5 separate regions of the Mus musculus genome follow, and regions 1, 2, 3 and 5 are each linked to region 4. A link is a contact called in public promoter capture Hi-C data. All regions are on one chromosome and are shown on one strand. The core of a region is the stretch at or near the end of the contact, and the rest is flanking DNA. Distances in the headings are between cores, read along the strand shown. Region 1 holds the start of Drg2 (developmentally regulated GTP binding protein 2). Region 2 holds the start of Smcr8 (Smith-Magenis syndrome chromosome region, candidate 8 homolog (human)). Region 3 holds the start of Btnl10 (butyrophilin-like 10). Region 4 holds the start of Nt5m (5',3'-nucleotidase, mitochondrial). Region 5 holds the start of Gid4 (GID complex subunit 4, VID24 homolog).

Region 1 (6,058 bases), core at 57-2,556, 610 kb after region 4:
TTAGGAAGGAGTTGATGGAAGGGGTGGGGATAGGGAATAAAAGAAGTGCAAGATACAGGTATATGAATGGAAATGTTATGGGGCTAGAGATGGCCCAGTGCTTAAGAGCACTTGTACTTGCAGAGGGCACAGGTTTGACTCTGGACCCCTATGGTGGGACACAAGCATCCCTCCAGATCCAGGCAATCTGATGCCCTCTTCTGACCTCTGCAGGCAACAAGGAAGACATGCATGTGGTATACACATACATGTAGGCAAAACACTTATACATGGAAAATAAAACATCTTTTAAAATGTTATAACCCATTATTTTGAATGCTAATTGTTTTTTAAAAGGAAATTTGAGGCAGAAGGGACCTGAGGACTTGGGCCTGGGCTTCTCAGGCCTTCTCATCTGCATTGACCACCCCAGCTTCCAAAATGCTCCATCACCTTTTGATACCCACTCAAAACATCATATAAACCTACCACACTTAAATCGTACTACCTTGCAGAAACAGCATACACATCTACTGCATTACCATGAGGGTGTGTAGACTTGGAGTTCACAGCCAGAGCTTCATTCTATCTTGGCACTGTCATTTAACAGCTGTAATTTGCAATACCTATTCGGAAACTGCAATGCAAGCGAGACTGGTGACCCCATGCACTTTGTTCTTGAAACAGACATGTTCGATTCCCAGAACCCACGTGGTTGTTCACCACCGTCTGAAACTATACTTTTAGGAGATCTGGTGCCCTGTTCTGAGCTCCACTGGCACATGCACATGGTGTACATACATATATGCAAGCAAAACACACATAAAATGAATACATCTAATTTAAAAATTAAAAAAACAAAAAAACAATACCCCACATTAAAGCTGGCATTAAGTGCTCTTAACGGCTGAGCCCAGTTTTGAACTTTTCGTTTGCTTTCCTATCTGACACTGATACTAGCTGTGCAACCCAGCTGACTTCAAATTCGCAGCAATCCTCCTGCTCCTGCCTCCTGAGTACTGGGATTAAAGGTTACTCCAGCAGGCTAGACCCCAAGACTCTTTTACTGCCTTTACAAAATGGGAGCCTTAAGACTTTCTGCCCATCTCCTTTTCTGTCACTATCAAAGAGAAAAGAGATTCCCCCTCTGCTTTGCAAACTCAAAGCAGTTTGGGGTCTGGTCCTAACGAACCAAAGTCAAGACCCGGATGCTCATCGCAGCTGGACGAGGTAGGAACGGATGGTATCTGCTCTCCACGTGGTGTGCCCGGACTCCGAATCTCGTAGCACCGGGAGCTCGGGAGGACTCCATTCTTGGTGCGCTTCCTGGTTCTGACTGCTTTGCTTCCGGCATTAGACGTGAGCGCTCAGCGCTGTAAGCTATAGGCAGCGTGAATCTCCGCCGAAGCTGCAACTATGGGGATCTTGGAGAAAATCTCGGAGATCGAGAAGGAGATCGCTCGAACGCAGAAGAACAAGGGTAAGGGCGGGATCGGAGGGGTCTCCCTTTCTACCCTCCTTGTTTTTCTTGTCTGTAAAATGAGGGGACAACTGGAGCCACCACCGAGGCCGGAGAAACACCGGGGAAGTGCCGAGGCGTGCGTGAGGCGGGAGCGGGCACATTCAGCGACGTGATTTCAGGGTTCTTGAGAGATCTGATCTGTGCTGGACTCAGTGTTCAAGTAGAGAAACCTCAGCGCGCACAATAAGCCCGTGACCCAGAAAGGCAGTGTCGGAGATTTTCCCCTAGGGTCCTGGCAGCTGGGCCTTCATGCTGAGAAGGGCAAGAGAAGACATCTCACAAAACAGCTTGTCCCGGCAGACAGGCAGGCGCCAGCGAGCTAGTGTCAAGGAAGTAGGGACTGGAGAATTTGTCCACTACGTTCTTGCTATGTAACCTTGTAAAGTCATGTCAGTTTTTGGCGACCCAATGTCCTCATCTGTGGATAGGGATAACACCCGCTCTGTTGTGGTTCACATGTGCAAAGCCCTTGCCAGAGTGATCACCTAATATTTAAAGTAAACCACCCCAAATACACAACACCAAGGAAGCATCAAACTGTGAGGGTTGGGGATCAGTGGAGAGGTGGGACTGCCAAGCAGTGTCTAGCCTTGGTGCTTTCCCGAGTCTTGAAGAAATGTGGTGACAGAGTTAGTGCTGCTGCCCTTCCTGTTCGGATGCACAAGGCTAAGTGACCTTTCCAGGCAGTAATGGCAGGGTGGGATTGATCTGACTTAAATTCAGGCAACAGCAGGTTCATAGGTCCTGAGGCAAGGATAAAGTCAGAGAAGGGTGGAAGGAGTTGGGGCAGGACAGCTGAGGTCCTCAGTCTCAACCATGTCCCTGCTATCATGCGGATTCGGTAAGACCTGAAACAGAATTCCTTCTCAGTAACTTAACCCTGTTCCCCAGAATTTGGAAGCAGTATGGTAACCCTAACAATACTTTTTTTGGTTTGGTTTGGTTTTTGGTTTTTCGAGACAGGGTTTCTCGCTGTAGCCCTGGCCGTCCTTGAACTCACTCTGTAGACCAGGCTGGCCTTGAACTCAGAAATCCGCCTGCCTCTGCCTCCCAAGTGCTGGGATTAAAGGCGTTCGCCACCACGCCCGGCCTGACAATACTATAAAGGAGAAGGAAAAGGGACAGGTGTACAGTGAAACAGTCTGTTCTCCCTCCATGAGTGCTGGGTGATGTCAGGAGAACTAAGCACAAGGTACCCATCCTCTGCCTGGGGCCGCAGTGATGGGACGTGTGCAGGGAGGCTGTGTGGCCTCCTGGATTCCGTCAGGGGCTGATCACAGCATGGCAAATTTGTGTATGCCACAGTGTCCCCTTCTTCCATGAAGTGGTGCACCACATGGAATTCCAGCACTACAGAAAGTGCCCTGTGTCCATAGAGAAGCAGGGCAGACCTGAGGCCTTCAAGCCTGACCCAGGTTTTCTCTGGACGTCTTCAGGATGTGACAAGTCACGAATTCAGGAACTTCCCGGCTGTTCGGAATTGGTTCGTGATCTTTAGGGCAGCTACCAGGAGAGAGTAAAGCTCCAGAGTGAGCAGAGAGCAGCCCTGTGACCTTCTGTCTGCCTCAAGTACCATTAGTGCTGCCCATCCGTGCTCCTTAGGATGCTGAGATACCAGTGGGGTACCAGGGGAACCCTTGAGGTCTCCTTGAGGTGATTGTTGTCTGGTCTTGATGTTCTCAGCACTTGGCCCTATGTGGGTCCCCACCTGACCCTCCAGGTAGAGACCCTGACACTTGTTCCTGTCTTGTTTTCCATCCTCCAGCCACCGAGTACCACCTGGGCCTGCTGAAAGCAAAACTGGCCAAGTATCGGGCCCAGCTCCTGGAACCATCCAAATCCGCCTCATCCAAAGGAGAGGGCTTTGATGTCATGAAGTCAGGTGATGCCCGTGTGGCACTGATTGGCTTTCCCTCTGTGGGTAAGGTCAGTGATGGTCTCTGTGGACCTTGGGGAGAACAATAGAGGGTCACTTACCTACAGCATGCCCATCCCTACCTCCCCTCAAAGTCTTACCTCCCTATCGCCCTAACTTAGAGGTTACTCTTTCTTCTCCTTAGCAGGAATAGTTGGCCTTCCAACTGAGCCAGTGGCACACAGTGTGTACCTTATGCTGGGCATTGGGCCCGATACTGGGATGCCCATCCCTACCTGCACATACTTCCTCTCAGAAAAGACAATTTGAGCAAATTCAGGTGTCACTTAGTTGGTTTTAAGCTCCAAGGAAGTCCAAGGTCCTTCAAGACATGTCTGGGTAGCTGAAGGCTTCTCTAGTGAGTGGTTGGTGTATCAGAGGTCCTAACCGATGTGAGGGAGCTTGCTGAGAGAGGCCCTTCAGGGGAAGCCTGCCTGTAGACATTGGGAGAGCTGGGCTATCTGCCCAAGTGAGCATCAGGAGAGCGGAGGTGATGAGAGTCAAGAGAAGTTGGGCCTCAGAGCTAGCACACAGACTGGCTACAAGTGAAGTGATGATGTCACTGTGGAGTCTTCTAGAAAGTTTCTTCTGGAAAGTGGTTCAGTTTAATGTCCTATCTTGACTCACATTTTATGTGGTATGATTAAGTAAGCATCTTTGCCAGGGCAGATAAGGTTTTAATACATTTCAAATACGTGCCACACTGGATGTCAGAGAACTTAAAAGAGTCAGTTCTTTCCTTCTACCTTATGGGTCCATAGGATAGAACTCAACTTGTCAGGCTTGGTGGCAAATACTTTGTATCTGCTGAGCCATCTTGAGAGACAATAGGTTTTTAATGCTAGAATGATCTTGGATTTTTGTTGTTGTTGCAGAGAGTTGCCAGAGTCCTGATAACTGTTTCTTTATTGGTAACACTGTTACCTGAGGAAACACCCTTGTTACAACCCATGCATTAAGGGCAAGCTGTTGTCTGTGTCCATGCTTGGATTCATAGCTCTTTTAACTTCTACTAACCTGGCTTCCCTCACCATATTCACCTGCCCTGTTCCCCTGATTCTAGGCAGCCCCAGCATACTTTGGTTTTTACTTTTTGTTTTGGTTCAAGGCCCGTGTCTCACTGTGTAGCTCTGCAGGGGCTGGAATTGGCTCTGTAAATCAGGCTGACCTCAAACTCAAACTCACAGTGACCTACCTGTCTCTGCCTCCTGAGTGCTAAGATTAAAGGTGTGCCTCACCTTGTCTAGCCCTGATTTTTAGTTTTATTTTTCTCTATTCACATGTGTGTGGGTACATGTGTTTGAGGGTGTTTGTTTGTGCACGTGTATATGTATAGGGGTGGAGGCTAGGACAATATCCAGTGTCATTTCTCAGGCTCTCCACCTTGGTTTTTGGTTTTTGTGGAGGTTTTTTTTTTTTTTTTTTTAGATTTATTTATTTATATCTCTGAGTACTCTGTCTGCATGTACACCTCTATGCCAGATGAGGGCATCAGATCACATAGATGGTTGTGAGCCACCATGTGGTTGCTGCCAATGGGATTCAGGACCTCTGGAAGAGCAGCCAATGAGTGCCCTTAACTGCTGAGCTATCTCTCTAGCCCCTCCACCTTGATTTTTAAGAAAGATCTCTTGCTGGCCTAGACCTTGTCAAGTAGACCAGGCTTTCTGACCCAATCCTAGGAACTCCCCCTGCCTCCACCTCCCCGGTGGAGATTATGGGACCACTCCTAGGTTCTTTACATGAGTGCTATGGGAGCATACACTTTACTGATTCGGCTCCTAGCCCCAACTCCACACCCCCTTTCAGTCCTGGGCATTTCGGCCTTGTGCCCCTGAGCCACAGTCCCAGCCCGATGATGTGATGACCTTGATGTTTCAGTGCAGTCCTAGCTTTGGAACTGTCTGCTTCAGCACAATCCCACCATGTGTCCCTCAGCCAAACCTCGCTCCAGAGGCCTGTCTCATCTGACCTACTCCCTGCCCTAGTCTAGGATCTGCCATTTCTCCGAGGAGGCCTGGTTTCCTTTTGGGGGGAATGGTTGTGGAAACCAAGACTGAGGCGCTGGCTTACTTGTTAGCAGGTTTGCTGGTATACAGATAATATATCAGAGCAAAGATGGGCACAGGAGGCTGCCCATCCCAAAGCAGCGCTCCAGAGCGGATGAGCCACGGCACCTGTTCTTGGGTACTTGCTATAGGCTACGCATATTTTATTTGTTTTTTCCCCCTCTATAATTAGTGTGTCCTCAAAAGAAAGTGTGCCCCTAACGAGTCCTGTCTTACAGGGTGGCCCATCTGATCTAGGATCGGGAATGTGCCCAAAGGTTAGCCTTCAGCATCATCACTGTGCATGGTGGCAGCCAGGGCTCTCAGCACCAACTACTCTCTATGTGCAGTTCCCCGTACAGCCCCAGAGCAGCGGCATGCTCAGAATTCTAGGCTCACTAGGACAGTAGAGCCGGAGAAAGGCTCCTGGAACAGGCGGGGAGAGCTTGGGAGGCAGGTCCCTTACCTGAGACAGTTGTGAGGCCTCCAAAGACCATGGACTCTGGTGCCAGTCCGTGTTTGTGGGCTAGAGACCATGCTTTGTCTGAAAAGTTACTCTGTACACTCGGCCAAGTCCTCAATCTAAGGTCAAGG
Region 2 (5,578 bases), core at 1,266-3,765, 930 kb after region 4:
AGGCAGCAGGCCCAACTCCAGATACCCAGTGGTGGCAGAGACAACAGACCTGGCAGTCAGACCAAACTGCTTATCTAAGGAAAACAGCTAACTTCCTCATTCTGCCCCAAACAAATCCCTCTCACCCACTCCCTATCCTTAGCTACAAAAATCCCAGCCTGAAGCAAGAAATGTGTATTCTCTTGGACCCTGATCATTGAGTGCTGAGGTCCTGTGCCCTGGTCATGTCATAGTCAGAACTACAAACACCACATTTCTGGCATTAAATATCAATTGCTTTAGCTGTTTGAGCTCATCTAGTTTCTCATCTTTTATTTCTTCCTACAAACTTAACTCTTACTTATCCTTACAGAACAACACAAATCTCAAAATATGGCTGACCAGGGGGCACGATTGAACTCCAAAGCGACTGACCGCCTTTCATTCTCTACCTCACCCCCATTGTCTCTATATAACCTGCCAGCTGGAGACAAGCTGTCTTCTAGGGTTGCCAGCCCTCTGAATAAAATACAGTTTTAAAGACTCAATTCCAATCTACTCAATGGTATGGACAAAGCAGCAACAATCTCTTTTATTCCAGCTTTGGCAGTCTCATTACTGTAGATGCCTTCTAAGTGTTGTGATGGTACAGGATTCAGAAGCCCTGGCTTGGTCTACATAGTGAGTTCCAGGACAAACAGGACTACACCACAGAGGAACCTGTCTCCAAAAACCAACCAACTAGCCATCGAGAGAAAGAGAGGGGGTGGGGGAGAGGGAGAAAAGAATCCCCGGCCAAGTGTGTGCGTGTATGGGGGGCAGGGGGCGCTCCTTAAAAAAAGACATTTAAGGGGCTGGAGAGATGACTCAATAGTTAAGAGCACTTGCTGCTCTTTCAGAGTACTTAGGTTCGATTCCCATATCTCACATAGTGGCTCACAACCAGATCTGATACCCTTTCTGGCCTCGGTGGGCATGTGTCTGATACACAGGCATACATGTAGGGAAAACACCCATAGACATTAAAAAATAAAAGAGAGAGAGATCTAAGCAGTAGTTAGGCTGAATGTCAGTCTGTAACCCCAGTACTTAGAAGACAGAGGCAAACAGATCTCCATTGTTCAAGGCCAGCCTGATCTACTTAGCAAGTTCCAGGACAGCCAGGGCTACATCGTGAGACCCCTGTCTCCAAAACAGAAAAGAAAAAATTATTACTCAAAGACATTTTTAAGAGGTGAAGTAGTTAGGGGCCAGCGCCCACCTAACCTTGGCTCCCCCTTCCGGGTATTTTAAAACTGGAGGCAGAGGTCTGGAGATCCAACTGTTTGCAAAGAAAAGGGAACAGCTCCTAGGAAGGGCCTCCAGCTGAATGATAACGCAACAGTCCTTGGGGTTTTACCCTTCTCACCTCCGTTTTGTCAGGAGACAATCCTATCTTTCGTGTATCTTAGAATCAGTCTATAGGAGTAGTAATTGACTTCTCTAGTTCCTAAACCTAAGTGTTACCCCTAGGGTGCCACCACCCTAGTCACAGGGTCTGCAGAAGGCAGGGACAGGATTCCATAAGTAAGGCTTGAACGCCAAGATAAAGGAGTTGGTTACCGCTTTCCAATACTACTGAACTTGTGATTGACCAAGGAAGAGTTTTAAAATACACGTGTTCTCACACTCCAGACCCAAAGAAGGGAGAGCAATGCTCCACTGGTATGTGAGCCGAGCAGACAGATCCGGCGAGCAAAGGTCTATCAAAAGCGTGAAAAGGTTTTACATTTACAAAAAGCCTGAAGGCTAGGGAGAAACCGAGAAGTGAGGGCGGCCGGGAGGGGCCTCTCGCAAAATAGGCGGAGTCGCTTTCGCCCGGGCTCCCGGTACCCAACGCGCTGTCGGACTTTGTGGGCGTTCCTCAGGGAAGCAGAACCCAAGTGCTTCTTACCCGCCTCATACGCCCGTTGGACAGCAAGTCGGCGATCCCCTTGGCAGCGTCGTTTTTCTCCGCCACGCAGAGAACTTTTCGCACTCCTCGGAAGGCCACTTCCATGGCAGCGCGGGACAGGGCACGGCCTCCAGGCCGTCGGTGCCACTGAAACGCTAAGAGGGTGACCGGGAAGATCATTCCCTAGGTCCTGCTCCAGCAGCAACTCCACGGGTGCCCGTGCATGCTGGAGAACCCAGAGGAAAAGCCACGAGGAACTGTGAGAGCCACCTTAATAAATGCAGTTTTTCCAGGCAACTGCCGCCTCGATCAGAAACCCACACGTCCGAGTCTCGCTTAAACTCGCGCTCACAGACAACTTCCGCCCACTGCGCCACTAAGCAGCCTTGAACTACAACTCCCAGAATGCCTCATGCCCTGTGCACGTTCCTCCAACACCGTTTCTCCTCCTCCCTTCCACCCCACTGTATTCTACTTTCCTTTTCTTTATGACAATGGGTAGTTAACGGGACTTGTCCTCTGGAAGATCTGATTGGCAGGGCCTCTTAAAAGGCGCCACTAACTTGGAAGTCTGTGTGGGCGTTTCCGGGTCACGCGACGCTGATGCTGGGGAGTCATGTGATACCAAGATGGCGGTGCCGCGGTAGCTTCCCTGGGACAGTACGGTCCTAGGAGCGGCGACAGTTTCTGCCCTTAGGTCGTGGGGAGACTCATTTGACTGATTCTGCGGTAGCCCGTGGCGAGGATTAATGACACGATCAGAGCTGGGACTGTTGATGTCGCCGGTAGGTTCCGGGGAGTGCTGGTGACCTAGCTTCAGGAACCTTGCGCCGGCCCGGGCAAACGCTGGAGAATGGCCAGCCTCCGTCATCTGGACCTGCAGCTTTGGAGTTCATGAGGCTTGCCCAGGGCATCACAGGTCCCAAACCTTGAGAGTCTGCGGCAATTCGAGTTCTTCGTTGTGTGACAGGGCAGTTTAGGATCCCCGGAAGTGCAAAGAAGGCCGCAAGAACTTCGTTTTCGCATCCAGAGGCCTGACTCTCCCTCCGACCAACCCTACATTATTTTCCATTTCCTCTCAATGTGCTTGCCATATTTCAGGAAATATGATCAGCGCCCCTGATGTGGTGGCCTTCACCAAGGAAGATGAATACGAGGAAGAACCTTACAATGAGCCCGCTTTGCCTGAGGAGTACTCAGTCCCTCTCTTTCCTTATGCCAGCCAGGGGGCAAACCCCTGGTCTAAACTGTCTGGGGCCAAGTTCTCCAGGGACTTCATCCTCATTTCCGAGTTCTCTGAGCAGGTGGGACCCCAGCCCTTGCTTACCATCCCCAATGACACCAAAGTTTTTGGCACTTTTGATCTTAATTACTTCTCTTTGCGGATTATGTCGGTGGATTACCAGGCTTCATTCGTAGGCCATCCTCCCGGTTCTGCCTACCCCAAGTTGAACTTTGTGGAAGACTCTAAAGTGGTACTGGGAGACTCTAAGGAAGGGGCCTTTGCATATGTGCACCACCTCACCTTGTACGACCTGGAGGCCAGGGGCTTTGTGAGGCCCTTTTGTATGGCTTATATCTCCGCAGACCAGCATAAAATCATGCAGCAGTTCCAAGAGCTCTCGGCCGAATTTTCCAAAGCATCTGAGTGCTTGAAGATGGGCAACAGGAAGGCATTCGCTGGGGAACTTGAAAAAAAGCTGAAAGACTTGGATTACACAAGGACAGTGCTACACACAGAAACCGAGATCCAGAAGAAAGCCAACGACAAGGGTTTTTATTCTTCTCAGGCGATTGAGAAAGCCAATGAACTGGCCAATGTGGAGAAGTCCATCATCGAACATCAAGATTTGCTGAGGCAGATCCGCTCATACCCTCGTCAGAAGACGAAGATCCCTGACTTGCAGCCTGGTGATACAGAGCATACCCAGGATCAGGCTGACCAGGTATCCACTACCTCTAATCCTGAGGAGTCCGCTAATGCAGACCTTTATACCTGCAGACCGGCTTACACCCCCAAACTCATCAAAGCAAAGTCCACCAAGTGTTTTGACAAGAAGTTGAAGACCTTGGAGGAACTCTGTGACACTGAGTATTTCACTCAGACCCTGGCCCAGCTTAGCCACATTGAACACATGTTCAGAGGAGACCTGTGCTACCTCCTGACCAGTCAGATTGACAGAGTGCTTCGAAAACAACAGCCCATAACGAATTTCCTCTTTGAAGATTTTGTAGAGGTGGATGACAGGATGGAAAAGCAAGAGAATGTACCCTCTCAGCCCAGTCAGGACAGGCTGCCTCCCAAGCCTGTAGAAGAATGCCCCATTCCTAAAGTGTTAATTAGCGTTGGCTCTTACAAGTCCAGTGTGGAGTCTGTATTGATCAAGATGGAGCAGGAACTTGGCGATGAAGAGTACACGGGGGTGGAGGCAACAGAGGCACGCAGTTTTGACCCCCAAGAGAACCTGGACTACCTGGATATGGATATGAAAGGGAGCATCAGTAGTGGGGAAAGCATTGAGGTGCTGGGCACCGAGAAGTCAGCCTCTGTGTTGTCGAAATCTGACAGCCAGGCCAGCCTCACCGTGCCATTGAGCCCCCATGTAGTCCGTAGCAAAGCGGTCAGCCACAGGACAATCAGCGAGGACAGCATTGAAGTCTTAAGTACCTGCCCTTCTGAGGCCCTCATTCCTGATGACTTTAAGGCCAGTTACCCAAGTGCCATTAATGAAGAAGAAGCCTATGCGGATAATGAGGGGGCCATCCATTTCCAGGCAAGTGCCGGCTCACCAGAACCGGATGAGACTCAGGAGGGCAACTTGGAAAATATCCCATCCCAAATAGACTCCAGCTGCTGTATTGGAAAGGAGAGTGAAGGTCACTTGGTGCCTCTCCCAACCCCAGCCTACACTCTTTCTGATGAGGACAGTGTGGTGAGCATTCCCCCACAGCGCTACATACAGAAGGACCAGGGGCTCCACGTGGACTTCGGAGTGGAAAACACTGACCCTTCTCCCCGAGACAACAGTTGTGAAATGTTCCCAGCTTATGAGCTGGATCCAAGCTGCCTTCTGGCTAGCCGAGATGTTAGTAAGATGAGCCTGGATAACTACTCGGATACCACTAGCTACATGGGCAGTGCGGCCTCTACCAGCTCAGACAGAATCCCCTCAGCACCTCCTGCTGGCCTATCCTCTGAGAGGCACAAAAAGAGAGCTGGCCAGAATGCCTTAAAATTCATCCGCCAGTACCCTTTTGCCCACCCAGCCATCTACTCCCTGCTCAGTGGGAGGACACTTGTGGTCCTGGGCGAAGATGAAACCATTGTCAGGAAGCTGGTGACTGCACTGTCCATCTTTGTTCCCAACTATGGCTGCTATGCCAAGCCGGTGAAGCACTGGATTTCTTCCCCTTTGCATATTATGGATTTCCAGAAGTGGAAGCTTATTGGCCTACAAAGGTAACTGGTTCCAGGAGGTGGGGAAGAGCCCTAAACATTACGAGATGAAGCAGGTTTAGGATCTGTGGACCCTAAAAAGGAAAGCCTGCTTCCTAGACAGTGGCTAACCCTACTCACTGTTCTTTCCTTTGGCAAATCACTCTTGATCCTGTTGCCTTCTCTTATCACGGGGCAGGGGATTCACAGTTGCTAAGAGATTGCCAATC
Region 3 (5,409 bases), core at 2,576-5,075, 930 kb before region 4:
TTTTATTAATGAAATTAAGAACCCCAAGAAGGGACCTTGATTTCCTGGGTATCATAATTGGCTCCTCCTGAACTCCCCCAGGTGTCTGGTAACACTTGCTGCCTGTCCTTCCTTTTAATTCTTTCCTAGGTGGACAAAATAACTTCTTTCCTGCATCCCCAGATGACATCAGTACTTTCTGCTGTGGACCTGTGAGCCCATGGCAGCAGGGCCCTGAAGACCCGGGGGCGCGGGGTGGGAATCTTTGCGATGTACGAAGGCAGCAGCTTACTGAGACTCTTGTGAGCTGAGAAGGGCCTGCTCTGGAGGTCCTCTAAAGGGAAAGTGGCAAGGACCAGGGGCAACATCTGAGGACCTTAGGAACGGGACACTTTCCCCGGTGAAGAGGCTGTTCTACTTCTACGAAGCTACACCACGCCACTCCCCTTCCTTCTGTTCACCGACCCATCTGGCAGAGCAAGGTTCCCACGGCAGGAGCAGCTACAGTCCTGGGGCTCTCAGCACAGCGTGAGTGGTGAGCTCAGGACACAACCCTGTAGTTGCTACAAACATGGCGAAAGCCAGTGCAGTGGACGTTGTGCCTGCCGAGGTGGAGCTCTTTGGTGAGACCCAGGAGCCTGGGGACCGCTTTCAGAGGACCTTGAAGAGACTTCAGAGGCCCCTGCTTAGGGGCTTAGGAGCAAACCTGCTGCAAGTGGAAATGGGGAGAGCCAACGGGAACTTTGTGCAAATAAACTCCCTGGTTCCGCCCCAGGGAAGGAAGGAAAAACAACAAACAAACAAAACACCTCTAAAGACATACAGATGTAGTGACACATAAACTCCTGCAGAGGGCGCCAAGAGCTAGAAACGCCACTAAGCGAAATTTAACCTTCGGTTTGCTGTTAATTTTTATTAATTTCATTCCGAGAGGGTGGCGTGTACCACTTTTCACCTCACCTCCTCTTTTCCTTTTTTTTTTTCTTTTTCTTTTTGTTGAAGCTAAATTCACACAGCATAAAACAAACCACATTGGCACTTAAGACATTCACAAATGTTTTTCAACTAGCACCTATATCAAATCTGAAAATAAACTCAGTGCCTTAAAATAAGGCCTCAAAACCATTATGCAACCCCATCGTTCCACACCCATTTCCATCCCCTCCATTACTACTCATCTTAGCTGAATCCCTAACTAGCCCTCGCCGTTTGTGCTTACCGCTGAGGCACGTGGCTGAGTATCTCTTTGGCTCCCAGCTGGACCCTCTGGACCATGCACCACCGTGGTTAGAGTAATGCACTCAGGCCTGAGCCAATAATAAAAGAGGGCACACTCTGACTCAGTCTCCCGTGGGTCTGGGGGAAGTATCCCAGACAGCAGACCCCTTAAAGTCCCGGCATTTGAGAGGTAGAAGCTGAAGGATCAGGAAACCTTTTTTGAAAATAACTTTAAATAAATGATAAAATGAATTCATTTTTAACTGGTATATTAAGATTATACATAACTATGGGATAGCCCTGGAGTGATAATGTACAGGTGTGTAATATCTAAATCAGGTGGGACAGCTGCCCACTGTGTGTTCTAGGAACCTTTCATGAATCCTCTAGAAGAGCAGCAAGTACTCTGAGCCACTGGCCCATCTCTCCAGCCCTGTCCTACTGTTCCTGTCTAATCTTGTACAGACCCTCTGTGATCAGTACAGGTGCTCTGTGATCAATATAGATGCTCTGTAGTCAGTACAGACCCTCTGTGATCAGGACAGATCCTCTGTGATCAGGACAGATCCTCTGTGATCAGGACAGATCCCCTGTGATCAGTATAGATCCTCTGTATCAGTACAGATCTCCTGTGATCAGTACAGATGCTCTGTGATCAATACAGATGCTCTGTAGTCAGTACAGATCCTCTGTGTTAGCAGATCACCACTTCTTGCTATTTAACACTTACCTCAGCATCCATCGATCAACCCCTTTGGTCCCAAACTCTGTTCCACAGCATTCTACTTTCACCTTCTCTGAGATCAACATCTCAGCTGCCATGTATGAGTTGGCTAGTGCTGTGCTCATTTCTCTGTGCCTGGCTCATCTTACTTAACATAAAAAATCTCCAGTTCTGTGCATCTTGTTACTAATGATAGGTTTCGCTCTGTTCTGGTTGCAGAGTCCTGCTGCCTAGCTTTTCACCCTCCAGTGCTGTGGGTTTATTTAATTTCTCTTAGCTATCAAGAATAGGGCTGGCCAGGTAGTGGTGGCATATACCTTTAATCCCAGCGCTCGGGAGGCAGAGGCAGGAGGATCTCTGTGAGTTCGAGACCAGCCTGATCTGCAGAGTGAGTTCCAGGACAGGTAGGACTATTGCACAGAGAGACCCTGTCTCAAAAAGAAAAACAAAACAAACAAACAAACAAAAAAATGAAAACCCTAGGGTGGCAGTGCATTCGGAGTGCATCCATCATTTTTACATACTGGTATAATTTCCTTTGAGTGCATTCCCTGTGGTGGGACGCTTCATGGGGTAGTGTTTTTTCTAATTTTTTGAGGAATCTCAGTGATAAGTTATTTCTCTGCCACTGAAATGAGCCAATTTAAACCAGATTAGATTCTATTAAAGGCAGGTTTATTGGGAAGCTGCTCTCAGGTGGGCAAGTTCACTGGCCCCAAGGATTGAGGCTAGGGAAGTCGCCATGGAAAAGGGATGGAGGGGAGAGAGAGAGAAGAGGAGAAGAAGAGACCAAAATGTCTGGATTATATAGGGAGGAGCCTCTGGGGCAAGGACAGCCCAGCCTCTGGGCAGGAAAGTTTAAGGTGGGGGCAGGGTATGCCAGGTAGGGACTAAGGGATGCAGGGAGAACCTGGAGGGCAGGGCTGCTTTGATGTGTAAAGTATGCACCTCAGTCCCTTGTCCCCGTCTGAAACCAAACACTCAGGCTGCTGAGGGCTTTCTCTAGATAGTGTAAGTCCTCCGTTCTGACTCACAGGATCGGGGAGATGAGTTGCAGGGGGCACTGCTGCCTAGCTAACATAACTCATGGTTTCATGTGGCGCCCCCTGGTGTTTGTTTACCAGAAGGTGCACCCCAAGGAGACAAGCAGAAAAGACCTTGGGCCTGGACTTTCTTATTACTGCCTGGCCTAGAGCACCTAAGAGTCCTACACCACCGGGTGTGATGGCTCACACCTTTAATCCCAGTACTCCGGAGGCAGAGGCAGGTGGATCTCTGAGGTCGAGGCCAGCCTGGTCTACAAAGTGAGCTCCAGGACAGCCAGGGCTATACAGAGAAACCCTGTCTCAAAAAAAAAAAAAGAGTCCTACACCATCTGCTGAGTTAAAGTGAGCACTCCGCCCTGCACAGAGCCGAGTGGCCCTCCCTTACCCAAAGTCTCTAGAGACACCAACCCTTTTAAGTCAATAAGAAGGACAACCAGGTCAAATAGAGCCTGGCCCAGTGCCTCACTCAACTGACAGGTGTAAGACTGGCTCCGGTGAAGCTTCCAGGACCTTACGGTGATGGGGCAGAGGGAAGAGATGAGGAAGGGTTTGCCCTGGATTTCTGGACAGGAGTCTCCACAGCCAAAGCCAAAATCCTGTCACTTTCGATACCATGTCACAATGTTCCCAAAGGCAGCGGCACCAACGTGGCTGCTCTCAAAGGTCTCAATAACCAGAGTTTATCTGAACTCCCCAACTCCTACGGCTGGCTAGGATCCCAGCACGAATAATAGATGTCCTCTTCTTTGGGCTCCTGATGTCCCCAAGTTGGCCCAGCTGCCACCCTCCTACAGGCCACCTCCCCTCATCTCCGTGCCTTCCCTTATCCCTCATCCCAGCGTCTTTATCTTATATGCTCAGTACAGCTGGCCATATGCCCCTTAGGGAGGGTTTTTTTTTTTCCTGTCGAAACTGCCCTTACCGAAGGTAAGAGTTAATTATTTTCTGATGGCAGTAACCAGACTCAACAGAAGCTGGTGAGCTTGTCTGTTCTTCAGTTTCTAGGTTCCCCTCTCATATCGCTGGGAGGCGAGGCTTGATCACTTGGCTTGTGCCCTGCCAATCTGAAATTCTCAGGGAACCCAACCAACTCTGACGCTCTCAAAGTCAGCAGAACCTGGAAAGCAGGCAGCCGGCTCAGAGGTAAGTGAGTGTTTTCCTCTTTAATGGCGCGCCTCCATATTTTGGGTTGGATGTCTCCACATGCTCAATGGGCAGGGAGAACCTGTGGCTGCCCTAGTAAGCCAAGATGGAGCCACACAAGAGCCCTTGCCTACAGGACACACTAGATATGAAGGGCAGCCTAAGGCTGTTCCAGGACGGGCTTCTTGGGACTGGCCCCCCAGTTACCAAAACACACTCTCCAAACAGATTGTGCTAACTACCCTAAATTCCTGAGTTTGGGGGGGGGAGGGGTCCTCATCCTGCTGAGGAGAGAGCTGTGTCCTCTAACCCTAGCTGGAGGGTTCTGCTAACTGTCTCAGGGCAGTTAGACAGTGGAGGGTGTCACAGGGTTCTGATGACCCGAGAGTTGCCTACTGGAGCTAGTTTTTCTCCATGTGCCTGCAAAGGGCAGGAGCTTGTGTATAAAGTCACACAGGAGTGGGTGGTGGAGGGAGCCTCACTCACACAGAGGGGCAGCCGCGGGATTCTGCAGGTGGGGTCTGTGCGGAACGACCCTGTTTCTAGGACTAAGAACTCATGTGGTAGGTGAACAAGCAGCTACCTCTCTTAAGCTGTTTCTCCATTCTCCTACTAGATCCCTAGCTTCTCTCTCACCATAACTAATGTGTATCTAATTCTATGTGTCCCCAATAGATATGGCAAGGGCACACCCTGGAGATGCTACTCTGCCAAGCATCTTGGTCAGCTTCATCTTCCTGCAACTCCTGACTTCTGGGAACGGTAGGACGCCCCTCCCTTTCTGACCCTAGGAGCGCCCAGCGTCAGGTTGGGGCTTCCAACAAAGCTGGGGTTTAAGGGAACTCTCAAAGAGGAAAATGGGGGCACAAGGGGAGCCCCTGCCTCCTGCCTGTGACCTAACCTAGTCCTTTCCTTTGCATCTCTAAGGAAAATCAGATTTCCTCGTCCTTGGACCTCCCCACCCACTTCTGGCCATAGTTGGTCAAGACAAAGAGTTGCCCTGCAAACTGTCACTCAACATCAGCGCTGAGGGCATGGAGCTGAGGTGGTACAGGGACAAGCCCTCGTCAGTCGTGCATGTGTACAAGAATGGGGAGGATGTGTATGACGAGCAGATGGTGGAATATAAGGGAAGGACCTCATTCAACGGCAGCCATGTAGCCAGGGGAGAAGCTGCTGTGAAGATCCACAACGTCACCGTGTTTGACAACGGGACTTATCACTGTGTGTTTAAGGAGTACACATCCCACAGCCAGGCCACCCTGTGGCTGAAGGTGGCAGGTGAGGTTTCGTGTGTGT
Region 4 (6,040 bases), core at 1,271-3,770:
TACAGATGTACTTCACTATATCTCATCTGTGTGGTGCTAGGAATTGGATCAGGACTTAGACATTAGGCAGCGCGTTCTGTCTCCTGAGGTACAGTTGTAACCTGCAGCAGTATTAATGCAAACCTAAGCTTGTCTTAACACAGCAGATGTGAGTGACTACAGGCTCAGCAAATGTGAAACAGACAAACCAGACTCTGGGAAAGTGATGCGCTGTGTGCATCACTCCAGCCCAGCACAGCTTAGCCCAGCATCCTGCTGGGCTCAGCAAACACTGTCCCAGGAAAGATGGTCTTTCCTGCTGCAGGCTGGCACAGGGACACTAAATGACAAATTGCTGAAAGACGGTCACTCTGGTCAGGATTTTGAAGATTACCAACACTGCAGTGGGAGTCACCCCAGACAACATGCAACTGTCCCACTTCTTTTCGTTCTACCATTTTTGAAGCTCAGGGTGACTGTGCTACTTGATCTGGCCAGCCAAGCCCAGTTGAAGTGGCATGTTTTATGGATTGTGCTGTGTGACTTTTCCTGGAGAGATATGATAGACCAAAGAAAAAATTCCACCCAAGACTAGCTTGGTGAACCGATGAGTTTACTCAGATTACCACCACGCATAAGGGTGAGGGGTTAGTTAGAGGTGCATGGACAACTCACACAGCTGCATTAATAAAAGGTCCAGCTTTGTCTGGCTCTTGAAAACTCAACCCTGCTGCTCCCTGCCCAACTTTCAGGGAGCCCCACAGGAAGAGCCTCTTCTCCCCAGCTCTTGTTCACTGCCTTGAAAACCTTGTGAACTAGGAAGACCCTTGACTGTGCCAAGCCCTCTAGCCCCGGTGGGCTTACCTCAGGATAGGGTTCCAGCAGCTCATAGTTGTGGGAAGTCACATACGCCATTACAAGATGGCGCTGGCCACCGCTGGCCACCGCCCGTAAGTTCAGGTAAACAACCATTGTGCGCATGTGCATAAGGGTTTCTCACCAAATCAAAGCCCATCCCGGGGAATGTAAATGAGGCACTGAAAGCACAACCAATCAGGTATAGACACGCCACTCCTAGGCCTATATAAGCAGCGCCAGTTTTGGGGCTGGGGTCTTTTGGCTTCGCTATCAAGCTCTTCCAATAAACCTGTGCAGAAGAATCCTGTTGTGGTGTCTTCCTTGCTGGCGAATCGGGCGTCCACAATAGTCACAAAGCTTTTACTGAGTCAGTGCCTCTAGATTCTTGTCTCATGAACTTAGAGAATGAAGTTCATAGATGACAAGGAGGGTGAGTTTCTTTAAAGATATTTATTTTTCCTGAATGTATGTATGGGTATAACACACTTGCCTGGTGCCTGAGGGGGCCAGAAGAAGGTGTTGAATCTCCAGAAACTGAAGCTACAGACTGTTGTGAGCACTGTCTCTCTTCCATGTTAGCATGTCTATCAGTGGTGGTTCCTTGTTGTGGTCTTATTTAGGCAGCCATATTATTATGGAAGTTTTTCTGTCATTTCCAGAAAACATAATCTCACAACAGATTGTCTGGTCCTCCCATGTAACTTGCTTGGCCTTTTGGGACATGAGCTTTCTAGCTTTGTCTTTATCTTTCTTATTTTGGAAACATCCAGCCATCCCTCTTCTCTTTAGGACAGAGTCTTTTTAAAAAATCTTTACAAACATCCTGTGTATCCGTCTGTCTCTCTTTCCCTCCCTCCCTCCCTCCCTCTCTCTCTCTCTCTCCCCACGTTTTGGCAATATGTATGTCTGTGCACCACATGTGCCCATGGAGGCCAGCAGAGGGTGCTGTATGCATCCCCTGTGTTCAGAGTTGAGAGGATTGTGAGCAGCCAGCAGGGTGCTGGGAATCTAGATCAGGAAGGACCAAGATTTAACATACAGAGACCTTTCTTTACCAAAAATACCTTCATGTTTGCATCCTTTAAAATATTTTTTCTACCTACTAATTCCTTTTTTTTTAATAACATGAAGCACAGTAACAAATTTACAGACATATTTGGAGATTCACTATTGAATCCAGTGATGTTAGGATGGACACAGAGCATCTGTTTTTTTTAGAACCTTTATAGATTTGAAGGTTACACCTCTGATAGCTTTAAATTTTATAAGGTTATGGTTGCAAACATTCAGCATCTATGAACAAAGAGGATCACACACAGCAGGTGTATCTGCCTTTACCTGTACCTAAAACCTGAAATCCTCCCTGTCTATACTTGGGAATGACAAGCTGTTTAAAAACCTGTACCCATAATCCGGGATGGCTGGAACTTTGTTGGGCTCAGAGCTCAACGAAGTAAGCGCTCAATAAATACCTAAGGATTTGTTCCTCCGGTGGTGAGCTCCTCCATCCACCACTGCCTCAGTAGGAAGAGTGCTCCAGTCTGGCTTTCACAGGCGGCTGTAACCTGGGACTGGATGTCCCAGGGCGATCAGCACCCACGTCGCGCTCACCTTCTCTGGGCGCATGTCCCTTTAAGGGCGGCGGGGCTGCGCGCCGGCCTCGCTCTGGGCCGGAGCCTGCGCGTCCGTGTCCGCGGTGGAGGCTGCGTCTGCCGCGGGCCCCGGGCGAGGAGCGGGGCGATGCATAGGCTGCGCGGCTGCTGTGCGCGTCCCCGCGGTGCCCCGCTACGGGCCGAGCGGAGCCGGGCGAGCAGCCGCGCCCTGCGGGTGCTGGTGGACATGGACGGCGTGCTGGCGGACTTTGAGGGCGGCTTCCTCCGGAAGTTCCGCGCGCGTTTCCCCGACCTGCCCTTCGTGGCGCTGGAGGACCGGCGCGGCTTCTGGGTGTCGGAGCAGTACGGACGGCTACAGCCTGGGCTAAGCGTGAGCACCAGCCGGCCCCGCAGCCGTGCCCCGCGGGGAGGGGAAACTGAGGCCGCAGCTGTCCAGCCCCAAGCCAGCTCGACTCCTCCAATGACCTTTGGCGGGTTCTTTGGTACCACACGGATCCTGGGAGGACTAGGGCTACAGGGCTAGAGGGACCAACCATTCAGCTGTTGCTGGGTTTCCAGCTATCTCCTTAATCCCCCTTCCCAGCTGGACTCCCTTTTCCCCTCTCTTCCTCTCTCCTGCCGCTGCCCTTCAGTATCCACTTCTTCTAAATATTGGAGATTGAACCCAGACCTCTGTAGACTAGACAGGCTCCCAACCACTGACCTACATCTCCCATCCTCTTACTTTGTACTTTGTCCTTCATTCTCACTAGCTTCCCTAGGCTGCCCTTGAACTAATTCACTGTGTAGCCTAGGGAGGCCTAAATTTTTGATCCTCCTGTTTTATAGTCTCTCAAGAAGCTGAGACTGCAAGCCATGCTGGGCTTGAATTTTAAATTCTTGGTGTGTTTGGCCTCAGATAATTGGTTACATTAAAAACAAACAAAAACAAAAAACAAAACCGAGCATTCTCAGTCTCTTACCCAGACATGGCTATCCCTCCCAATGAAATTGACAGGAGTGTCTTTGCCATCCTCTTTTACCCCATGGAAGCATAACTTTGAGTGATACTGTATGCTAGAGAATGTGACTTGCAGAGTGTCACATGGGGAGTCGGACTGGGAAGAGTGAAACTTCCCTCTTGACCAGTGTAAGGTTTTTGGTAAGACCTTGGGCACCACTCCCCCAACCTTCCCATCCCTCATGGCTAGACAGAGATCCAGGCTTTTTGGTAAAGTGTAATTTGGAGACTTAAACTATTCTATGAAAGGAATAGGGGGATTTGCTCAGCATAAACTTAGAAACTCCAGCGTTTCTCACTTGGTTGTCTAGGGGCTATAGTGCTTGATGGTCAGAGGAGTGTTTTTTGTTTTTGTTTTTTAACTTATCAGGTTTGTAACATCTCGTTCTTCACAGTCTTCCAGGACTGAAGGCAGTGAGGTCATGAAGAAAAAGACACACAGAGAGCTGGGCTCTTTTCTGGAGAAACCACAGCACTCTTGGAAGCCCAGGGTGTTTGTAGGGATCAACAGAAAGGCGGGTGTATACGGATGGGCAGGGATGGGGACAGAGGTGTAACGAAACAGGGGAGGCAGTCTGCAGGGGGGAAACATTCAAGGGGGAAAGCTAGAGTGGCCATTCTCTGCATATACTGTCAAATTCTATACTTGGACCAGAGGAAGGCTTCTTCATGCCAGGGGATGGGGGTGGGGCTTTGCCCTTCCTTCATGGGTCTGAGGTTCTGGGGTGCTGACACAGCTCTGCCTATGTCAGTGACAGCACATTGCCTCAGGACTTCACTCAGCACTCTCTCCATTCCCTTATCTTGCTGTGGGAAGATGCTCCTGTTTCCTCCTTGCACACAAGGAGACCTGCCATCCTGCCATCATCACATCACGGGGTAGTAAGGAGCGCAGATGGGATTCAAGCCCCAGCAACACGTCTGCCTGCTCCACACAATTCTCTCCAACCACCCTACTGCCCTGTTCTCTGTTCTGCTTTCTCTTTTGATTTCAATACAGTACGGGGGTGGGTGGTAATACAGCTCAATGGTAGAGGATTGTCTAGCTAGTACAAGACTCTAGGGTTCTGTCCTAGCACTGCAGCTCTGCACCCCCAGCTCCCAGGCCCCTACATGATAAAGAAGGTACCTCCACAGTAATTTGGTTTACTGAGGGACAGGTATTTAAAGGGGACATGGGGTATCATTTCTGTTCATTCACAGATGGTACTGCTGCAAGCATCTCCACAGAGCCCAGATAGCTGATCTCTCCCGTGCTGAGACCTATGAAAGCTTTAAACCTAAGGAAATGCTCTGTCACCTCAGCAATCAACTGCTGCACTGCATAGGGTTCACTTACAGATGGCTGACCAACATTTGAATTTGGGGGACATAGTTTCCTTGTAGGAATATATTAAATTTAGTTTTATGTGTGTGGGTGTTTTGCTTTTATATACACATGTGCATTGTGTACAGTCCTGGTGTACAAAAGGTCAGAAAAAGGTATCCAAAGCCTTAGAACTGGAGTTACCATGTAGGTGCTAGGACTGAACCCAGGTCCTCTGCAAGAGCAACAAGTACTCTTAACCTCTGAGCCGTCTCTCCAGCCCCGGGAATATACTAATGGGATAAAATGAAATCTACCCAGACTCTGCAAGCTGACTTGTTTCAAACCGTACCATAGAGAGGAGGAGGAAAAGGAGGAAGAAGAGATAGAGATGGAGGAAGAGAAGGGAAAGGAGAATACAATGAAGGTTTAGGGGTTTAGCTTACCAGTAGTGTTTGCCTAGGATGCGTGAGGCCCTGGGTTTTCTTAGTACCATAAAACAACAAAGAAAGTAGCAGTGGCTCAGTAGCCCCTTGTATAGATATTCCAGGCCCAAAAGGACTAATTCCTGACTTCCAACTGCAAAATGAGAAAGTGTGTGGCAGGAAGGGCTGCAGGGACGGGAGAAACCTACTGGTTTCCGCTCATTCCTTTCCCAAGCCTCAGCTCACTGAAGAACATCCAGAGCCTCCCCGTAGCCTGGTTGTCTAAATATCTGTGGTTATACCAAACAGTCTAGGTATAGTAGATGTGGCCACTTTCAAATTTGTATTCTTGCCCCTTGGTATTGAGGCTTCCTGGACCCTAAGGATACCAAAATCTACAGATGCTCAAAACTATGTCATGTAAAGCAGTATGGTGTTTGTGTATGATCTATGTGATTGTATGCAGCTCGGCCTTCTCTAGGTGGCTTACACTGTGGAGGGCAGTGTAAATACTGTGGAGATGGTTTGGGATATTGAAGAGAAGGAGAAATGACACAGAAAAGGCCTGTGTAAATGTTCAGTTCAGACAGTAATTCTCACTCACTATTTTCTGTGATTGTTTGAATCCGTGGATGGTGACTCCATGGCTCCTGAGGGCCAGTTGTACCTTTGTCTTCATTCCCTGTGGCCGCCACAATACCCTTGGAGGGAAACGGGCAAAGGCAGCAAGAAAAGCTCGTCTCAGCTGACTTAGAATCCTCAGTTGTTAGGACAGGGACTGAGCCCAGAGAGGGGGATTTCCTCTGCCAGTGCTTCGCAGCGACAGGAGGACGGAGAGCTGGGAAGCTGACTCTGTAGG
Region 5 (5,626 bases), core at 83-2,582, 570 kb after region 4:
ATGTTGAGAATCATTCAGGTGAGACCACATGCCCTCAACACAAAACAACTAACTGAATTTAGAGAGGTCATCACTACTTTTCATTCACTGAAGTGAACCTCACTTGTAGCAATCTCTCTTTCAGAAGCAATGAAATAACCTTCTTTCAGTCTTATTACAGTCCTTAGTAGGTCAAAGAAGCCTGGCATAAACTCCCACTTAGAGAAAGCTGCAGAGAATGCAGAGGCTGTGGCACTGCACTAGGACAGAGGGCCCGCAAACCCCTAAGGAAGTGTGCTGTGTGTGGTGGAAGACTTAAGGCCTGCCTCTGTGCCAAGTCTTCTGCTGGGTCCTGAGGACACAACACAGTCATGAGGACACAACACAGTCAGGTCAGTCTTTGCCTTCCATAGCCTCAACCAGTCTGCTCTGTGACCTTGGATGTCCTGATTGAAAGCCCAAATTTTCCTTTCTGAATCCAACTAAGACACCTGCTCCCCTTTAAAAGGAAAAACAAACAAACAAACAAACAAGCAAACAAAAAAACCCTGAAGCTGGGAGGTGGTGGTGGTGGTGGTAGTGGTGGTAGCACTCAGGAACTAGAGACAGGAGGATCTCTGAGTACGAGGCCAGCCTGGTCTATAGAGTGAGTTCCAGAGCAGCCAGGGTTACACAGAAAAATCCTATCCCCGAAAAAATAAAAAGAAAAGAAAAAATAAAGGAAATTGAGAAAAGCCTCAAGAGCCAAATATCTCGTGTCCTGGGCACGCTGTGTCCCCTAAAGTCACCCTCGCACTTGTTTGGATGTCATTTTTCAAATTGAAACAGAACTCTGTTGCTCTAAATATTCGCATAGGCCTGAACCCTGCCTGTCACCCCGCATTGCACGTCAGAAACCTTCCTCCAGGTGAGCCCGACTTGGCTCCTGACCAAAAAGTCACATTATGTCCGGGCCTCACCTGTTGGCGGGACATAGGCCCGGGCCGGAGGCTGCGGAGCTGGCCCCGGCCATACTGAGACGGTGGGGTCACTGAGACGCCGGTCCAAGAGACCGCGCCACCGGTCCCTCAGCCGGGGGTAGATTCGCCACATCCTGCCCAAGGACCTGGGTGGACACATGCGTGGAAACAGAGTACAGGAAAAGAGCGAAGAGAACCCCACACCCCTCGCTGGTTCTGTACGGAAACCTCTCACCAAGGGTTCATAGCCCTCAGCCTCCTCAGCACGCCGCCATCTTCCTCATGACACCTACGGCGCGCCGTCGCAGCCGTGCGCCCCGCTGCGCGCCACTCCCGCCCCCGTCAATCAGCATCATAAACGTGCTCGCCACGCCCCCTCCATGCCGCGCCACGGGAAGAAAACTACAAGTCCCAGAGGGCCGTTCGCGCTCTGCGCCACGTGCTTTCTCTGTCCGCCAATGGGCGGAAGCGCCGCGTGAGCTTGCTCCCGCCTCTCCAGCGCGCCCGCGCCAATTGGAAGCTGCAGAGTGTGTGTGTGTTTGTGTGTGTGTGAGCGCGCGCGTGTGTGTGTGAGCGCGTGTGTATGAGTGAGTGAGTGTGTATGCGCGTGTGTGTGTGTGTGCGTGCGTGCGTGTGTGTGTGTGTGTGTGTGTGTGTGTGTGTGTGTGTGTACCCGCGAGGGCAAGTGGGAAGGGAGACCCAGCTCAGGTCTGGGAGGCCCTGCTTGCAGGTCTCCGGGTCCAGGTGGCAACACGAGCGCTTGGTCTGGCCTCAGCGGGCGGGTGGTTCCCCGGCCCCTCCCCCGCGCGTGCGCGCCCGGGTCCGCCCTCCCCGCAGCTTCGGCTCCCGCGCGGCGGCGGCGGTTCCTTCCCCCTCCCCCAGCCCTGGCTCCGGGGGACCCCGCGATGCCGGTCCGCACCGAGTGTCCCCCGCCGGCGGGTGCCTCAACCACATCCGCGGCCTCACTCATCCCGCCGCCGCCCATCAACACCCAGCAGCCCGGCGTGGCCACCAGCTTGCTCTACAGCGGCTCCAAGTTCCGTGGCCACCAGAAGAGCAAGGGGAACTCGTACGACGTAGAGGTGGTGCTGCAGGTGAGCGCCAGGCGGCAAGGCCGGGCCCGAGGGCCTCCTCGCGGCGCTCACGGGCCGGGCCTGCCCTGGGCTCCTCGAGCCCTCAGCCGCGGACCAGGCCCTCTCACTGCCGGGGCCTCCTGCACCCGGCGCCTCCCACCGGGACCTGCCCAGCTGATGTCACACTCTCGAACCCTACCCCTAGCCCACCCCTAGACTCAGAGCCTGTAGTGGCCAGTCTCCGACAGACCCCGAAGACTGTCCCACACTTAGAGCCTTTGACTCGCCGGCTTGGGCATCCGGAAGCTCCCCCATGACTAGCCGTCCTTTAGCCTGAGTCGGTTCTTCCCAAGTCCTGTCCTCCCTACACCAGCCAGCCCTCCCACCAGTCCCTGTCGGATCCTGAAAAACTCTCCATTGGCTGCCCCAAACTCAGTACCTCTCGATAGCGGCCAGTGTCACATTCTCCCGGAATGAAGCTTTTCCTCTGACCCCAACTCCATCCTGAGTGCCAGGGACATTGCTCCTTAGGAGAACTCAGTCAGCCCACTGCTGACGGGGGAGAGGTGGCCAACCTCCCTCCATTGGCTGAGACAACCCACAGAGGTTGAGGCTCCCCAAAGACCAGGGAGCCTCACACCCAAATATCTCCAGTTGCACCACTTAGTGTTAAGACCTTGTCTCGTGGGGCCTTCCAGTACCAAAACCCGGCGTCAGTCAGTTCATAGGCATCCGCTGCTACACTTTGCTTCCTGTCCCAGGCTTCTTACCCTACCCTGCTGTGGCTCCTTCCCATCCCTGGCAGTCCCCCTGGCCTCTCCCCAGACCTCGCACCTTGATCTAGCTGGTTGCTATTGCTGGCTGTAGTGTTGCTGATTGTTATCTGCATAGCTCCAGAGTTTCCTCCGAGCCTCAGATGCCTAAGTACTGGGAAATCTAACACAGTTTTGTTTTGTGTCCACTTACCTCCCCCTATTTGACCTGGATATCTGAGTACTGGCTGGTGGCTGCCAGTCCCTGAACAACTTTGAAACTTCAGCTTCATCTTCTCTGGGCCTTTCTTTTCCAGAACTCCACCTCTTTCTCTCCCCCTTGAAGCTTTTCCCAACTGAAGGAGATTGGTGGGAGTAGATATTTCTCTTTTATCTATCTCCCCTCTCCACAATACTCTTCTTTCTAGGTATTAAACTGTCTGCCAGAAGACCAATTCCCTGTCCCACCTTGTGTGCTTTCTCCTAATGCCACCTCCTAGGTAGTTCCCCAAGTCTTGTTCCTTGAAAGCCAGAGGTTTAGAGGTGCATACTGCCCCAGGGCCCGGGGAGATGTATATTGAACATGTACAGCATCCACCACCCTTGGTTCTAATTTCCCATCTCAGATTCTTTTGAGCAAATAGATCTCCCACTCCAAAGACTCGAGAGTGTCTCTGCTTTCTAACTGCAGCACACTCATCAGCTCTTTTCTTTCCTACCATTTGTAGAAATAGTTCTCTCAGCTTTGAGATTGGGAAAACCATACTCTTATTAAATGTAATTTTTCCCCATAAAGCTCTATCATGAAGTATGGTATTTATTGTCATTGGAAAGCTGTGACTGAGTTATTTCAAGTCTTGTTACCTACTGTGATAATCATTTTTTTTCCTCCTTAAGATGTGATACTATAGTATGAAAAAAATTAGGCTTTTTGTTTTTTTAATTCATTCAATCATAAAATTCTGGAAGTGAGTTCTCTACATGGATCATGTTTAGAGTGGCCCTGAATTTATGCCCATTTACTGATTTCTGATGTAATAGGTTCATAGCTGCCAGAGCAACTAGGTTTCAAAGGGAAGTCTGTTCCTATCATTTGTCTGTTGTTCCCTGCCTCGACAGGGGCCTTGTGAATCAGTGGAAATAGTGATTGAGTTAGAGGCATGGTTGGTAGGTGTCGGGTAGCCCATATCCTTCCGTGGAATGCCGAGTGGTGGGAATGGTTGGTGGTCGTGCCACGGAATGCTCCCCTACATCTCTGCCAGTGAGCTTGTTACTGTGATCAGGTAGGGGCATAGGAACTGTTATGTTAATTGGTCTTCTCTAGACTCAGCCCTCTGAGAAAAGTTCTGTCTTTCATAATTCAACTTCTTTCCTGCTTTTCTTGTTTGACTTAAACTATTTTTAGGAAGCAGAATATTGTTGCAGTTAAAGGCATGGACTCTGAAGTCAAATCAATGAAAGTATACCTGCTTGTTTGGCCTAAGTACTTTTGCTAAGATACACTCCACATACCATACTGTTTACCTATTCAAGGTGTACCCTTAATGATTTTTAGGATATTCACAAAGTTATACAACTATCACCAGATTTTAGAACATTTATATTGCCCCAAAAGAAACCTTTGTACACCTCAGCCATCACACTTACCAATCCTAGGCTAATCTTTTTCTGCAGATTTACCTATTCTGAGACCAGATTTGGTAGTATTCACTTGTAATTCCAAAATTCAGAACCTGAGGCCAGAATCTGGGCTGCAGAATGAGACCCATCCTCAAAAAAACAAAAAAAAAAAACCCAAAAACTTAGGTTCATCTTCTACCTGTCCCGCACATGTTGTATAAATAGGGTCACATAGTTTTCCTTTCATGACCTGCTTCTTTACATAGCATATATTCAGGGCTCATCCATGTCTCAGCACATGTCAGTACTTCATTCCATTCTGTTGTTGCTCTTTGTAAACGTTGCCTATATTTTGTCTAGCCATTGATCAGCTGATAGACTTTTAGGTTATTTCTACTTTGGGGCTATTATCATTAATGCTGTTGTGAAATTCATATACAGATTTTTGGTTTGGTGGTGTGCATCTCTGTATATTGCCTAGGTTAGCTTTGAACCCCTAACTCCAAGTGACCTTCCTACTTTCCCTGTCCCAAGTACTAGGACTATATGTATGTACTATCAGCTGTATGCAAGTTTTTATGTGCACATGGTTTTGTTTCTCTTGAATAAATATAGATAACCTAGAGATAGAGTTGCCGGGGTTTATAGAATCTTTAGGTTTAATACTTTAGCAAACTACCAGTGGTTTTAAAGGTAGTTACACCATTTTATATTTCCTCTGACAGTATATGAGGGCTCCAACTTCTTCACACTTTACAAACTTGTTTGATTATAGTCATCTCAGTGGGTATGAAATGGTATCTCATGGTCTTAATAGAAATTCCTCAAAAGATGCTGTATCTTTTCCTGTATTTTCAGAACAGTGGGGTATGTACACATGCCTGTGAGTGCACAAGTGCTTACATACCTGGAGATGGGAGGTCTATATTAGGTGCCTTCCTCTATTGCTTTCCACCTTATTTTTTGAGACAGGGTCTCTCAGTGAACCTGAACTCACTGATGGGCTAGACTAACTGCCAGGGAATTCCAGGGACTGACCTGTCTGAGCCTCCCCAGCACTGGGGTTCAGATGTGCCCCACCTCACCTGGCTCTTTTGTATACTTGAAGTCCAAATTCAGAGTCTCATACTTGCATAACAAGCACTTTAACAACGGAGTCATCTCAACAACCCTGAAAACTCTGATTCTCAGCCTTTCTACTGCTGTGACAGTTCCTCATATTGTGGTGACCCCCCACCATAAA

What was found. Promoter capture Hi-C pulls out the DNA fragments that hold promoters and counts their contacts. Capture Hi-C pulls out chosen DNA fragments and counts their contacts.
Region 1: a contact with region 4 is called in a promoter capture Hi-C map of liver, with 3 times the contacts expected there. The contact joins the promoter of Drg2 here to the promoter of Nt5m in region 4. A contact is called at or near these places in 7 of 39 promoter capture datasets (cranial neural crest, embryonic stem cells, hematopoietic stem and progenitor cells and 4 more), 2 of 484 Hi-C or Micro-C datasets (pre-megakaryocyte-erythroid progenitors and regulatory T cells), 6 of 115 datasets of contacts at active chromatin or transcription factors (bone marrow-derived macrophages, embryonic forebrain, embryonic limb bud and 3 more) and 4 of 9 other capture datasets (adipose tissue, liver, macrophages and 1 more).
Region 2: a contact with region 4 is called in a promoter capture Hi-C map of liver, with 2.8 times the contacts expected there. The contact joins the promoter of Smcr8 here to the promoter of Nt5m in region 4. A contact is called at or near these places in 5 of 39 promoter capture datasets (the HPC-7 cell line, liver, pre-B cells and 1 more), 2 of 484 Hi-C or Micro-C datasets (both in CD4 T cells) and 7 of 115 datasets of contacts at active chromatin or transcription factors (bone marrow-derived dendritic cells, bone marrow-derived macrophages, cardiomyocytes and 4 more).
Region 3: a contact with region 4 is called in a promoter capture Hi-C map of liver, with 3 times the contacts expected there. The contact joins the promoter of Btnl10 here to the promoter of Nt5m in region 4. A contact is called at or near these places in 1 of 39 promoter capture datasets (liver) and 1 of 115 datasets of contacts at active chromatin or transcription factors (memory CD8 T cells).
Region 5: a promoter capture Hi-C map of pre-B cells shows a contact between it and region 4, with 9 times the contacts expected there. The contact joins the promoter of Gid4 here to the promoter of Nt5m in region 4. A contact is called at or near these places in 23 of 39 promoter capture datasets (the 3T3-L1 cell line, 3T3-L1-derived adipocytes, the C10 cell line and 15 more), 11 of 484 Hi-C or Micro-C datasets (CD4 T cells, CD8 T cells, CD8 central memory T cells and 4 more), 18 of 115 datasets of contacts at active chromatin or transcription factors (the 230-238 cell line, Th17 cells, astrocytes and 14 more) and 3 of 9 other capture datasets (adipose tissue, embryonic stem cells and liver).

What each region holds. Positions count from the first base shown.
Region 1 is chr11:60,453,285-60,459,342 of GRCm38.p6, forward strand. Drg2 (developmentally regulated GTP binding protein 2) reads left to right here and starts at 1,307. Exons shown (of 13, transcript NM_021354.2): 1 at 1,307-1,459; 2 at 3,267-3,427. The coding sequence starts at 1,396.
Region 2 is chr11:60,775,010-60,780,587 of GRCm38.p6, forward strand. It overlaps Smcr8 (Smith-Magenis syndrome chromosome region, candidate 8 homolog (human)), which reads left to right and starts at 2,516. Exons shown (of 2, transcript NM_001085440.1): 1 at 2,516-5,372. The coding sequence starts at 3,019. Top3a (topoisomerase (DNA) III alpha) reads right to left here and starts at 2,356. Exons shown (of 19, transcript NM_009410.3): 1 at 1,913-2,356. The coding sequence starts at 2,092.
Region 3 is chr11:58,914,083-58,919,491 of GRCm38.p6, forward strand. It overlaps Btnl10 (butyrophilin-like 10), which reads left to right and starts at 3,826. Exons shown (of 6, transcript NM_001363414.1): 1 at 3,826-4,110; 2 at 4,786-4,872; 3 at 5,038-5,391. The coding sequence starts at 4,788.
Region 4 is chr11:59,845,553-59,851,592 of GRCm38.p6, forward strand. It overlaps Nt5m (5',3'-nucleotidase, mitochondrial), which reads left to right and starts at 2,521. Exons shown (of 5, transcript NM_134029.2): 1 at 2,521-2,820. The coding sequence starts at 2,578. It also overlaps a transcript of Cops3 not described here.
Region 5 is chr11:60,415,813-60,421,438 of GRCm38.p6, forward strand. Gid4 (GID complex subunit 4, VID24 homolog) reads left to right here and starts at 1,333. Exons shown (of 6, transcript NM_025757.4): 1 at 1,333-2,032. The coding sequence starts at 1,844. Atpaf2 (ATP synthase mitochondrial F1 complex assembly factor 2) reads right to left here and starts at 1,222. Exons shown (of 8, transcript NM_145427.3): 1 at 939-1,222. The coding sequence starts at 1,098.